Regions from separate parts of the Mus musculus genome. Here regions 1, 3 and 4 are each linked to region 2. Evidence: chromatin contacts called from public HiChIP or PLAC-seq and promoter capture Hi-C data. All regions are on one chromosome and are shown on one strand. The core of a region is the stretch at or near the end of the contact, and the rest is flanking DNA. Distances in the headings are between cores, read along the strand shown. Region 1 overlaps Apbb2 (amyloid beta (A4) precursor protein-binding, family B, member 2). Region 2 holds the start of Uchl1os (ubiquitin carboxy-terminal hydrolase L1, opposite strand). Region 3 overlaps Limch1 (LIM and calponin homology domains 1). Region 4 overlaps Apbb2 (amyloid beta (A4) precursor protein-binding, family B, member 2).

Region 1 (2,811 bases), core at 17-2,516, 370 kb after region 2:
GACACTGGCTGGTCTGTGAGCCTGGTTATTTTAGGATGGGGACAATCTGCGCACTTTCTTGTGCTAAGGGAATCCACATATATCATGTGCCCCATCGTGACATTTGTGTGAATGACAGACCACACGTAACACACACAGTGTGGTCCCATGAGGCCATAGTGGCGTTGAAAATTACCTATTACCTACAGTGTGTGTGTGTGTGTGTGGTGGGGGTTATTTGTGTTTTTTTAAGTTTTTGCAATTTTCCAGTCCTTTCTGTAAAGGTTTGCACCACCCTGGCAGACCCCTCACCACAGAGCCTTCCCTCCTCTCTCCTCCACTGGCACCACTGGCGGCCTTCGCGGTGCCCCCTGCTTGGCTCTCACCTCCTGCTCCTCTCAATGTTTTCTCAGTGTCTTGCAAGGCTGTGTCTGGGCTCATTTCTCCCTGTATAATTCAAGGAATCATAACACCAAAGCCAGGCGCTGCGCCACCACCAGATTCTGAATCCAGATACAGAAGTGACATCTGGTGTGGTTCTGTACGTTTTGTACATCCTGGCTGCTTTTCCTAAATTCCTGGCTTAGTTACCGTTGCCTTCCCAGGGGGAGGACATGGACGGCCATTTGTTGCCTCTGAAGTAGACAGTTGGTCAGGTGTTTAGAGGCATTCATCGAGGCACCAGTTCTCCAGCAGCCAAGGAAGAAAGGGGGCATTCGTGTGTTAGTACAAAAGGTCAGAATGGTTATTTGTAAAATGTTTGTGTGGGGGTGGGATGGGTGGAGGGAGGGCAGAGATAAACAAATAGGGGAGAGCAGATTGGCTTATGGGTGCCCATTAAGGCCAGTGAGATGGCTCAGCAGGTAAAGGCGCTTGCCACCAAGCCTAGCAATGACCCAAATTTGAGCTCTGAGCCCATATTAGAAAAGACTCAAGTCCCACAAATTGTCCTCTGACTTCTATATGTGTTCTGTGGCACAAGCTACACACATACACACACGTACACACATACTTCATACTCACACACACATACAGACATATACACACACTCCATACTCACACACACATGTACACACATGTACGGACACACATAAACACACTCACACGTACACACACTTTTTTTTTCATCCCTAAGACATCATTGACCTGAGGGGGAAGAGAGGGAGAGAAGAGAGACCTGGAATTCACACCCCATCTGTTTCCCACACCCTGGTTCATGGCTGTGGATCTGGGAGCCTATGCCTGGGTGTCAAGGAGCAGGCCTGAGGGGAGAGAAGCAGGGAGCACAGGCGCTGGGGTGAGCCAGGGAACCAGGTGGAGACCGTTAGGTGGGAGGAAGGGCTACAGGAGATAAACAAGTGCTGTTTCAATCAAGCAAAAACCTAGATATTTTACAGAATTGAAATGGAGCATAACAGATGGTTTGGGCCTAAAATGAATGGCTTTCACTCGTAATTATACATTTTAAATGCTAATGACAGTTAGCTAATTAGTTTTACCAGCGGCTACAGTTTTGTTTTTCCAAACTCCCGGACTCATTTTTCTGCTTGGAAACATTTTTAAAAAAAAAAAATTAATAAAAAAATGTTATTAATGCAACCAGCTGGAGTGGCTCCAGCAGTGTGGTACCAGGCACTTGGGTACAATCCAGGCCCCCCCACACTCTGAATCCAGCTCTCCCAGTGCAGCCCCTTCTTCATGCAGATTCATGCCGCTCTCTGTCCTGAGCACTCACTCATACATGGATTCCTGGTATCCGAGATACGGCAGTGATACACGCTTGCTTTTAAGGCATAATTTGCAGCTGTGTTGTATAGGCCTCGTGAAGACACTTTAGTAAAATTTAAAATCAGAGGGGGATTCTTTATGAATTTCATCAGTTACGTGTAATTTTGATTCACTCCATACATTCCCACAAAGCCACTGTTTGAGATTTCAAGTCCAGGGTTCAATATCGTCGCCAAACCTGCGTGGTGATAAATTCATGGTCTCAAAGTGTGTGGTTGGTGACACAGACTTAGCGAGACCCCTTGCGAGTGTCAGACCTGTGAGAAGCCATCCTTCCGGATTGAGTCGAAGGAACCAGTTATCTGGCCTGACGATCTGAGAGGACGTGGAAACCTCACGCCCATCTCTCGCGGGCTGTGTCACGCGTTTGAGAGAGAAGCGGCTGTAACCCTGCTAAGGAGCCTGTTGACGTTGAACTTGACTTTTGAGAATCATCTGTGGGTCGGATCATAGTGCGCCAGAGAGATGGCATGGCAGCTCCTCCTTCTCATCCAACTTTGAAGGGACTACTTAACTTTCAGCTAGTACAAAAGCAAGTGGGCTACTTATTTTTTAGTATATTTTTATATATTTTAATGTATATTGAATATTTGTGTGTGTGTATGTGTGTGTGTGTGTGTGTGTGTGTGTGTGTGTGTGTGTACACGGTGTATGAGAGGGAGTACTCACCACATGTGAAGGTCAATGAGCAGCACTGGGAAGTCCTTTCTCTCTGCCAAGGGTTCCTGGGGTCAAACTTGAGTTGATAGGTGTCAACTCCAAGTGCCCTTACCTGCTGAGCCAACTCACCAGGCCTGTGTTATTGCATTTCTGAAAGCTAGCTGTACCCATGCTTCCCAATGCTAATGAAGATGTTTTTAAAACTCTATTAGGGTTCATACATGACCATAAAATACATACTGAAATCTCAGTACATTTTCTACTAAAGTAGGAAACAGGGACAAATGTGTGTTGCCAGGCCTATCTTAGGCTTTCTATAGGTTTGCGCTATAATTCTCAACTACTTTGTAATCAAATAAACGGAAGGTTGGAGAAACCTAAGGA
Region 2 (2,958 bases), core at 359-2,858:
GACACGGAGTGGTAGCAATGAAAGCTCCGACTGGAAAACGCGTCGCCGACATCATCCAAACTCCATGTTTGAACTCATCAGAGACCATCTGCTAGGAGCAGGGCCTAGAACTTCCCATACAGCTTAGTTCCGGTCAGGTCAAGGATGCCTCTAGAACACCTGCCCTCAGGACGGTATTTAATTAGCCTCATCCCATCTGGCAGAGACGCAAATGCCTCCAAGTTTTACCAATGTCATCCCCTCTTAAATCATTAGGAAGCTAAGAGCCCACAGGAGGGAGACGATGCAGTGATTTACTGGGGCTCCACACACGGCGAGACAACGCATAACCCCCAGTTTTGTCTTTCTCTATGGCTCAGCCTGAATCATTTGCATCCCTGCCCAGTGGAAGATGGAAGACTGTTTCAGAAAATGAAGAAGTGTCTCTATGACTGTGTCACAGGAGCCCTACTTCATCCAGCCACAAGGTCAGAGAGGTGGAGACCGCGGCTCTGTGCACCAGTGATTCAGCTTTCTAAAAGGAACGTTCAACAGTGTGCCTGCTGGGAGGGGTGGGGGAGGGGAATGGAGAATCCACCAGAGAGGCAGATGGAGGTGGCAAATGAAGAGACAGCTCTTTTGACTTAAGCAAGCCAGGCCCTCATCAGTTTACAGTCAGGTGAGAGAGCAACAGAACCAAACCAGGGACCTGACCCACTCACGGCCCTTAAAAGGAAAAAAAAAAAAAAACAAACCGGCCATCCGCAAGTGGGAGCAAGGCTCATAAGTAAACAAACAAACAAAATAAACAAGTTGGAGATCTTTCTTTGGATAACTGAAAAAAAGACTTAGACGCAATGGGCTCCTTCTCTTCCAAATTGAGGCAATAATGGACATCACAATAGAGCCCCGATGAAAATGCAAGCACCTCCCACCCTAAGAAGTGGGATCCTTATCAGGGACCCTACAGGAAAAGGGGACAGCGTGAGGTAGGAACTCATTCCACAACACTGCGTATCCACTGAGACCCGCCCATCACAGACCTCTCCCTACCTGGGCCGTGAGGGGAAACAGGAGCAGCAGGGCGCAGGCAGGGGATGGCACTGAGCCCAGAGTCTCCTCCTCCAGCCCTAGCACGTCGGCGAAGCGCCACTGGCCGGCGACCCCCAGCTTGGCCAACACCTGCAAGAAAAAGACAGGGCAGCCAGACCGAAAAAGCCAGACAAATAATGGGCACCTGCTAGGGGGCGGGGCCAGCACGAGCATCCCTCGTGCGGCCCTCCCACTCCCCAACCCCCCACCAAACACACACACACGGGTCCCCACCCGAGTCTGGGAGGAGCCTCCGCGCCGTCCCACCCTGCGTGCCGCGCAGTGACACAGCACAAAGCTCAGCCCACACGTGGCTCGCGCGAAGCCCTCGGACTAGAGTCCGCGGGCCGTCGCCACGCCCTCGAGAGCTGCTCCCCGCGCTCGTTGCTGTCCGGGTCCATCCTCCGCCACCTCCCCGTGATCGATCTCTCAGTCACTCCCAAACCCCTAGATAACTCAGGGCAGAGACGACACCCAGCTGGGCGCCCCAGCCCAGCCACCTCCATTGCACAGGGCGCGGCCGGCTGGGCGTCTCCAACGATGCTCTTGGAGGATAGGGACAGAGACTGCGCGCCGCGCCACTCACTTTGTTCAGCATCTGAAAGCCAAAAGCAAAGAGGAAAATGATAATAAAACTAAATGATTCAGCTACCGAGCTGTAGCTAAGGGTCAGCCTTATTTCTCCCGAAGCGACCCAGCAGCTATGCTTACCTCGGGGTTAATCTCCATCGGCTTCAGCTGCATCTTCGCGGATGGCACCTGCAGACACAAACCCGAGGAGCCGAAAAAACAGCCGGTGGAGCCGCCCAGGCTGCTGTTATAAAGCGCCGGCCTCGCTCACTGGGAAAGCCTGAGCAGGGGAGACGGGAGCAGAAACAAGCAGAGGAGGAAGGCCAAGAGGGCTCGAACTCCCCCATGCACCGCACAGAATGGTACAAGCCAAGCCCCCAAACCTTGCAGTCTCACTCGCCGGTGAGCTAATCTGGTGGTTGTGGAGATGGGTTTTGTTGGTGGGTGTTCCTTGAGCGCATGAAGCAGCCTATTTGAGGGAGCTTTCAATTTGGAGCGAAATTTCTGGAAACCCTCCTCTGTCGTCTCAATCACTCCAAAGCTCGAGGGTCTCTGAAACATTGAGAGAGAGAGAAAAAAAAGCACAAAATCAACAGGTATATGTAGTGTTTAATATGAATATAAATATTTGTCGGTCTTCCTCCCTCCCCCCCCCCGCCCATCTCGGAACAGTTTGTACTTAACCTTAGACAATCTGTCCTCCATGTTAAATTCAACCTGTGTCCAGGCTCGGTTTTTAATGGACTGCCTAGAATAAAACATCTGATACGGAGTGCATTAGTGAAGCTGATGTAATGTGACTCCAGGGGAAGAACCGGTGGGTCGCTGGGAAGCAGTACATGCGAGACACATAGAATACGGGCGCCGGAGGACTTTAGAAACAGACCAAAGAAAAGATAGATGATTTGAGACTAGAGGCTTAAAGGAAAAAGCATTTAAAAAAAAAATAGGGGAAACCTTTTTTCAAAGAACAGGGGTTTGGGATAATAAGATTTTGGTCCACAATACTTTGGGCGCAGAAGAAAGGGAATAGCAACGGAGGAGAGCCCGCGGTTCTCCAGGGATGGGGGCGGGGGTGTTCTTTCTAACAGGCACATTTCAAAGGATGGAAGGCAAACGCTTGTGCTGAAGGCGGAGTAGAAGGAGGGGCCAGATCTGTATCAATTGTCAGGGATGCTAAATCACAGAATGAGGTAGCTAAGGATGCAGGCAGGTTGGGTATTTTAAAAAATATGCTCAGAACAAATGGTGAAAAACAGACATGCTTTTTGCTAGCCCGAGGTAAGCAAGGCATAGGATGGAGGGAACCAACCTTGT
Region 3 (3,236 bases), core at 137-2,636, 320 kb before region 2:
GTTGTCATCAGTAGAATTGACATCTGTGGGTTCTACGCCCTGATTTGCTGTGGAACTTGGGTCAGGAGAGCAAGCAACATCCATCGTTCTGCTGATGGCCAGGTCTCTGTCAGGCCACGTGGACACTTTTGTGCAACTCGTGTTGGAATGAAATATTAAATCCTTTTCCTCAGAAGACCAATCACCACACCCAAGAAGATCATCCTGAAAAACCTTCGGCCTTGTACATCAAGGGCACAAGGTTCTGCTTACAGGAAAGCCAACTTTGGGACAGAGTTTGTAAGGTCACAGATGGGGTGAATACGATTTTTCTCAACCTGGGATGTGAGGTGCAGGGTAGGGAAGAGACCTCTGTTCCAGAAGAAAAGCAAGCGGTAGGCAGAGGAACCCGGGTTCTTGTTTTATACCCTTGACCCCTTGCTATGCCACAGAACTTGAACAAAACCCCAATGTTTGGGTCTTAAACATCCCACAGTTTATACAACTCCAACCTGGTAGAGACTTGGGCTTCTGAATCTATAATTAGTGGTTTAGGATTTGGTTGGTTTTTTTTTTTTTTTTTTTTTTTTAGTTTTGGGGAAAAAAGTGACTGTAAGAATGACTACTTCTTTGTTTAGGCTAAGCCCCTGTGCATTGGGAGTTAAACTGCAAACCTCATGACACCCCCTTCCCTAATTCAATGGTTCAGGAAGGGTACCAATGTCCAAGTCATAAGAGCGGCTTGAGCATGCCAGGCAGTGGGAAATGAGCGGCAAAGCTGCAGCATTAGCCACACATTAGCATCATGCTTAAGTTGCTGTCTCCATCACTTCCCCTGCACAGAACACACGACCCCGGTGGCACCCCGGTGCTCGTCTGTGCACTGGGCTGACTGTGCAGCTCTCTGCAGCCTCCGTTGCATGCCAATTAGTGGTAAGTACAGGAAGCATGCAGTTTAGGCTAGTGATTAATGTGATCCTATGAACACGATAGATGCCACTTACTCTGCGTCATCTGACACAGGAGTTCTGGGACCGTATCTACAAGATCAAATACAAAATTAGAGAGGGCTGGCAGAGAGCGGATGCTGTGACCAACCTGGAAAAACAAACTGTGGGAGAAATCAGTTCGTGTCTACCAAACCTTTTTTGCTGGTCATGCTGTAAGAGAAATGTTGTTACACAATTAGCAATATTCATTAGCTACTTAAAAAAAAAGCCAAAATCAAAGCCTTCATATTTCCAAAGGGTATAAAGTTGCCATTAAGACCCAGAAGAGAAATCAAAAAAATCCCATGCTGCCCACAAAGAAAACTCTGTTTAATGGAAACACAAAAGCTTGGGGTTAACTCACAGTATTCGGAAAAGACAGCCTAAAATGCAAATACACTACAGTTATTCGCACACACATGGCTCATGCCCCTGTGTTGGTGTAATGGGCCGTCATGGACATGCAACATACATGAACCCTCACTGAGCTGCTCTGATGTGTTAATGCACAGACAATATCAAAGGCTATTCCTACGGGTTTTCTAAGAGCAAATCAGAACTTCAGCCAGAACTCCAATCAGTACTTTCCGCCTGCATTTGACAGAAACCACAATTCCTAGAAAACGGGTCGTCTTAATCAAAACCAGACTCAGAGGCTATCCCACAGCTGGAAAAAAACAAGGTTTGTCCTGATCTTTTCTATTCTCCTGCTAATCTGGGTTTACAAAGCTACATCCTCGGCAGTATGATTATGTGAGGCCCAAATGAAGCTACACAGTAGAAAAGATCTGAAGGTGAGAACATCACTGTACAGGAGCACGCATCTGAATGAAAAACTCCCGTGATCAAGCATCCCTGCAGCAAGGCACTGTCTTCTTCTGCTCCCAAAAGGCTGCTCACTTCTCTCACTTCTGTATTCTTTTCTTTTCTTTTTTTCTTTTTTCTTTTTGGTTTTTCGAGACAGGGTTTCTCTGTGTAACTCTGGCTGTCCTGGAACTCACTCTGTAGACCAGGCTGGCCTTGAACTCAGAAATCCTCCTGCCTCTGCCTCCCAAGTGCTGGGATTAAAGGTGTGCGCCGCTGCCGCCACCACCATCCGGCTGTCACTTCTGTATTCTGAATGCTGTAAGGAGACTCTATCCTGCTTCTAGCTTCCAGAAACCACACCTGGTCAGCAAAACATTACCTTGTCCCATGATCGGTAGCCTATCAGGTAATTTCTGAATGTTTCTTCCTATAATTTTAGAGAAATTGCCCCAACAATGCATGAAAACACACACACACACACACACACACACACACACACACACACTCCTTTCTTTCTTTCAACTTTCATCATTCTAGAACATTCCACATTTATTGACAATTATTATTTCATTCATAGGGAAAACCTGAAAATCAAGACTGCCTTTGCTGATAAGAAGAAGGTAGTTAGCACTTGGCTTCAAGGGGCCTTTTCAGTTATCAAATCTGTGGGTAAGACCCCAGCTTTCTGTTGGAATGGACAAAAGCAAGCCAACCAAAGGACTGTGAGAAGACTGTGCTGGCAGAAGACACATTCTGTTCTGCAGGGGCCACTCCCAAAAGGTACTAGTTTAAGCAGGATCCTCAGTGTGCCCCAAATGCCCCAACTGTGAGGCAAGTGACGCGAGGACTCTTCCCCACTAGGGAGGGAGCATGAGCAGGGTCACTTCTGAAGCCTGGATACATGGATTTTAGTCAGTAAAAAGGCCCACTAGAGCACTCATATTCAAATGCGGGGCTTGCTAAACCATCTTTGAAAGAGAAGTTATTCTTGATGGATAAATAATGGAGAAATGGTTAACTAACAATTGTGTGGCCTCGTGTCTCTATTTGGATATCCAGTTAGTATTTTATCGAAGTACAACACAACTCGGAACTCGGAGCTTATGGTGCACACACAGTCTTGTCCTAGCTAACTGTTAGCTTCGGGATGGATCTGAACTTCAATTGTTTTCTTCACAGAACAATGAAACAGCGTTCAAGGAGGTCTCTGCTGGTGACAGATTCTTCCTAAATTCTGAGTCTCACCCTGCAAGAAGCTTTCTGGCTGTTCTCCCTCGGCAGTGGCTGGAGGAGGCCCCTGAGAGGTAGTTTTGGGATACTGGCAAGAGCAGCAGACTCTGAGGATCGCCTTCTGTGCTCCGTTTTCTGTGCGCTCATGGATCTAAGGCGTTTCCTCGTAGATGGATGTGTTAGTTTTAAGGACCACAGATGTAAGAAAGACTGTCTTTGCTGATTAAGAGG
Region 4 (2,984 bases), core at 42-2,541, 350 kb after region 2:
AGCTGTGACTGGGGGCAGTGGAGCCTTTCAGGGGTGATGGTGATTGATCAAGAGGAACCTGCACAGAACTTGGGGTGATGGGAGTAGTCGCCAGAGGCCACAGGTTACTGGGTTCCTGAAAGGAAAGCTGGGGATGGATGGGAAGGAAGGTGAGAGAAATAGCGAGCCAAGACTAAGTTCTCTGATCAAGGCTCAGTGTTTTAATTCTAGGGTCTGAATTTAAAAGGGGGAGACCCATCTCCCACTCTGCCAGGATCTCATAGCTTTGCCAGGATCTCCTCAGGAAGACAGGCTCAGCTGCTCAGCAGATAGTGGCTTCTTGCAGGAAGCTACAGTTGTGGCAGGACAATAGACTTCACCTAGGTCAGAAGACGCCACCCTATGTAGGCTAGCAGGCTGTGGAAGACAAGGTCTGATTCAGCCCTCTCAAGGCTGTGGGGAGGGCACAGATGGGCAATAGACAAAAAGGTCCAAAGCAGGAAGAAACCAGAATGTTTGGGAGCCCCGGGGTTACAGGGTTAGGAAGTCAGGGAATTTGGAGGTGGCCGTAGGCTGGAGGGTAATGGGAGAAGACAGAAGAACACAGCAGGTAATTACTGTTGTTGACCCCAGCAGTGAAAAAACCATAATCCAGTGGGGACAGAGAAAGTCAGAGACACAGAGAATGAAAGAAAGAAAAGGGAACAGTCCCAAAAACCAAGGCCACATCTTCTGTAAGAGAGGGCCCTGAGCAAAGTCAGCTAACTAGAGCCGACCTGGTTCCCACATGACATGCAGAACAGAGGACGAGCTTAACTGAGTGTAGCCCAGACTCTCCTGGGTAAAAGGCCGCCTACTAGTCGTGGGGTTGAAGCAAGATAGCGTAAGTTCTCTGGACTTTGGATTCCCTTTTATAAAGCATGCCCCGTGACCAGAGACTACTGCACTTATTTCAACAGCAGTGACGAACAACTCTTTCTAGTGTTGTCTGTATTTCTCTAGATACTATTGAATTTACAGATTATCAAGAATACTTGCATCTAAGAGAGAGATGATTAAAAAAAAAAAACCAACAACATTGATGTGTTATTTACCCTAGTGTTCCTCCCATCCACCCAAAGAAGTGGGTCTACAGAAGAAAGGAATTTACCTACAGGCACAGCAGTGCCTTTGCTTTAGGTTTGTGGTTTTGTTTTCTTCTGTGCATGCTAAGTGCCACCAAGCCGAATCCCTGTGAGTCCTGGTTGCCAGGCGCTTTACGCCGCAGGCGCTTCTTACACAGTGTGGAGAGCTGTCATCTCCCGACTCTGTATCAAAGTCTTCAACAAAGAGCGTACACTCCTCTACCCTGTCAGATAGACGCCTTCTGGGTGGCGTGTGTCTCCTGTCTCTGCTCTCCAAAAGCAAGCCGTGCCTTCACCAGTCACGGATGACGTGTATCATTTAATGAGCTCAGACTTTTCCCTTGAAAACCGGGGGATGTCATGAATTACTCCCCCCATTTGAAAACTAAACGTTAAATTTCCTCTAGGTCAGAGAGGCAAGCCTGGTGTTTTTGATCGGTAACGCTGTACAAAGGGAAGCTGGAACTCTTCAATGCTTCTCCACAAGATGGACTTGGGAGGAAAACAAAACAAAACAAGACACCCGTTTCTTGGTTGCTTTTAACTATCCCTCCCACCCTCATGGTGAGCTGCCAGTTTAACTGTCTTCTCTCCAGAATCAGGAGAAATCCTTTGTTGAGAAGAGTGTGCTTTGCATTTCAATATCTTTACCCACAGTAAATCCTCAGGCACTCTTACTCTCTCTGGCCGCTATTAATGCCTGCCACTGGGGCTGGGGCTGGAAGCGGGAGCTAGGGGAAGGAGCCTGTCCTGGGAAGGACAGCATCCCTGGTCGGAGGCAGGGATCTGGTCATCTTCAGCTGCAGGAAGGAAAGCCCTTCTCTGAGGAGAAGCCTGAGAATCTGGACAGAAACCAAATGGGTGATTTGCATAAACTTGTTCTTCACCTCCGTTCTGAGGTGGAGAGTCCACAGGGGTCTACTGGGCCATTCTGGTTCCATCCTCTCCAGAACTGACCTTAAAATTGTGATGCAGGTAGCTCTTGCTTGAAGTCACAAAAGAGGTGGTAATCCAAACCAAGTTATTGGGGGAGGGGGGAGCAGACCCACCTTTCTTGCCCCCCATACATTCACATCTAATTCACACGACCACCCGTGATAGCTCAGGAATTCTGTAGGTCTATCTGTAAAGGTGTGTGTCTCACTGGTTCGCCCACATTACAGATGAAATTGGAGAACAAAGCAACCAAGGGTCCCAACTATGGGCAAACAGATAATAAAAAGTCAGATAACTAAGGACGTAAGACAAGGTAGGAAAATGGACTGTCCTGTCGGGTGCGAAAACAGGTGGAAGACCGAAGTTCACTGTCACATGAGCAATGGTGACTGCATCCAGAGATTCCAAAGACCCACGGTGATGAAGAGAAGTATTTAAAAAAAGCACGTGTACAGGTTCCACCACAGTAGACAAGCAGGGCCATAGCAGAGACCTTGCCTGGTGAGGCCGGGTGTGAGAAGGGGGTGGTTGTGTTTTTCCATTCGTGGGGAACAGCTTGGCCAGGGCACAAATGATGACAGTCTTTCAAAGAACCATACTATACTGTGTCGCTCTGGCGTGCCATTCCTGTTGCTGTTTTTCAGGAATGCCAACGCACATGACAAAGTAGCTCTGTTGCCTGAGATTTGTGCTAAGGAAATCAGTGCCTGTTTTCTGCATTTGTTTTTCCAAGGAGCTGCGGCAAGAGCCTGCTGATCAGGCAGCCCTGGTGAGCTACTTCAGTGGAACCAATCTAGGGACCCGATTCTTCCCACTGGCATCGTATACCCTGCGAAGGGAGTAGGCTTGCAGCTAGCTAAGTTTAGCCTTCTCCTCTCTCAGAATGGCTCATCCCGTGCGAAGCCCAGCTCTGGGCCGATGGGTGTTTTGTTGTTGATGTTTCTC

The links. Promoter capture Hi-C pulls out the DNA fragments that hold promoters and counts their contacts. HiChIP or PLAC-seq counts read pairs in DNA pulled down with a chosen protein or histone mark.
Region 1: an H3K4me3 HiChIP or PLAC-seq map of embryonic forebrain shows a contact between it and region 2, with 3 times the contacts expected there. The contact joins the enhancer-like site here to the promoter of Uchl1os in region 2. A contact is called at or near these places in 10 of 39 promoter capture datasets (3T3-L1-derived adipocytes, the C10 cell line, the SN4741 cell line and 5 more), 1 of 15 datasets of contacts at CTCF or cohesin (large pre-B cells), 10 of 115 datasets of contacts at active chromatin or transcription factors (astrocytes, embryonic forebrain, embryonic stem cells and 4 more) and 2 of 9 other capture datasets (adipose tissue and embryonic stem cells).
Region 3: a promoter capture Hi-C map of the C10 cell line shows a contact between it and region 2. The contact joins the enhancer-like site here to the promoter of Uchl1os in region 2. A contact is called at or near these places in 16 of 39 promoter capture datasets (3T3-L1-derived adipocytes, the C10 cell line, the HPC-7 cell line and 10 more), 1 of 15 datasets of contacts at CTCF or cohesin (the NIH/3T3 cell line), 1 of 484 Hi-C or Micro-C datasets (bone marrow-derived macrophages), 17 of 115 datasets of contacts at active chromatin or transcription factors (bone marrow-derived dendritic cells, bone marrow-derived macrophages, craniofacial prominence and 10 more) and 5 of 9 other capture datasets (adipose tissue, embryonic stem cells, liver and 2 more).
Region 4: a contact with region 2 is called in an H3K4me3 HiChIP or PLAC-seq map of embryonic forebrain, with 3 times the contacts expected there. The contact joins the enhancer-like site here to the promoter of Uchl1os in region 2. A contact is called at or near these places in 15 of 39 promoter capture datasets (the 3T3-L1 cell line, 3T3-L1-derived adipocytes, the C10 cell line and 8 more), 2 of 15 datasets of contacts at CTCF or cohesin (embryonic stem cells and large pre-B cells), 3 of 484 Hi-C or Micro-C datasets (embryonic stem cells and nephron progenitors), 10 of 115 datasets of contacts at active chromatin or transcription factors (embryonic forebrain, embryonic hindbrain, embryonic midbrain and 3 more) and 4 of 9 other capture datasets (adipose tissue, embryonic stem cells, liver and 1 more).

The regions. Positions count from the first base shown.
Region 1 is chr5:66,303,341-66,306,151 of GRCm38.p6, reverse strand. All of the region lies in intron 16 of Apbb2 (amyloid beta (A4) precursor protein-binding, family B, member 2), which reads left to right. Among named protein-coding and RNA genes, the nearest start is that of Nsun7, 45 kb to the right of the region's middle. Within about 2 kb of position 1,266, at least 26 of the 459 cell types and tissues checked have an H3K27ac peak or open chromatin away from gene starts, as enhancers often do. A contact at or near this core is called in embryonic forebrain, where this site is marked.
Region 2 is chr5:66,675,147-66,678,104 of GRCm38.p6, reverse strand. Uchl1os (ubiquitin carboxy-terminal hydrolase L1, opposite strand) reads left to right here and starts at 1,608. Exons shown (of 5, transcript NR_102714.1): 1 at 1,608-2,043. It overlaps Uchl1 (ubiquitin carboxy-terminal hydrolase L1), which reads right to left and starts at 1,984. Exons shown (of 9, transcript NM_011670.2): 1 at 1,783-1,984; 2 at 1,658-1,669; 3 at 1,033-1,161. The coding sequence starts at 1,815.
Region 3 is chr5:66,990,926-66,994,161 of GRCm38.p6, reverse strand. Limch1 (LIM and calponin homology domains 1) reads right to left here. Exons shown (of 26, transcript NM_001001980.3): 9 at 984-1,019. Among named protein-coding and RNA genes, the nearest start is that of Gm33040, 6.9 kb to the left of the region's middle. Within about 2 kb of position 1,386, at least 3 of the 459 cell types and tissues checked have an H3K27ac peak or open chromatin away from gene starts, as enhancers often do.
Region 4 is chr5:66,326,823-66,329,806 of GRCm38.p6, reverse strand. The region is part of intron 11 of Apbb2 (amyloid beta (A4) precursor protein-binding, family B, member 2); the gene reads left to right. Among named protein-coding and RNA genes, the nearest start is that of Nsun7, 68 kb to the right of the region's middle. Within about 2 kb of position 1,291, at least 53 of the 459 cell types and tissues checked have an H3K27ac peak or open chromatin away from gene starts, as enhancers often do. A contact at or near this core is called in embryonic forebrain, forebrain, liver and 1 more, where this site is marked.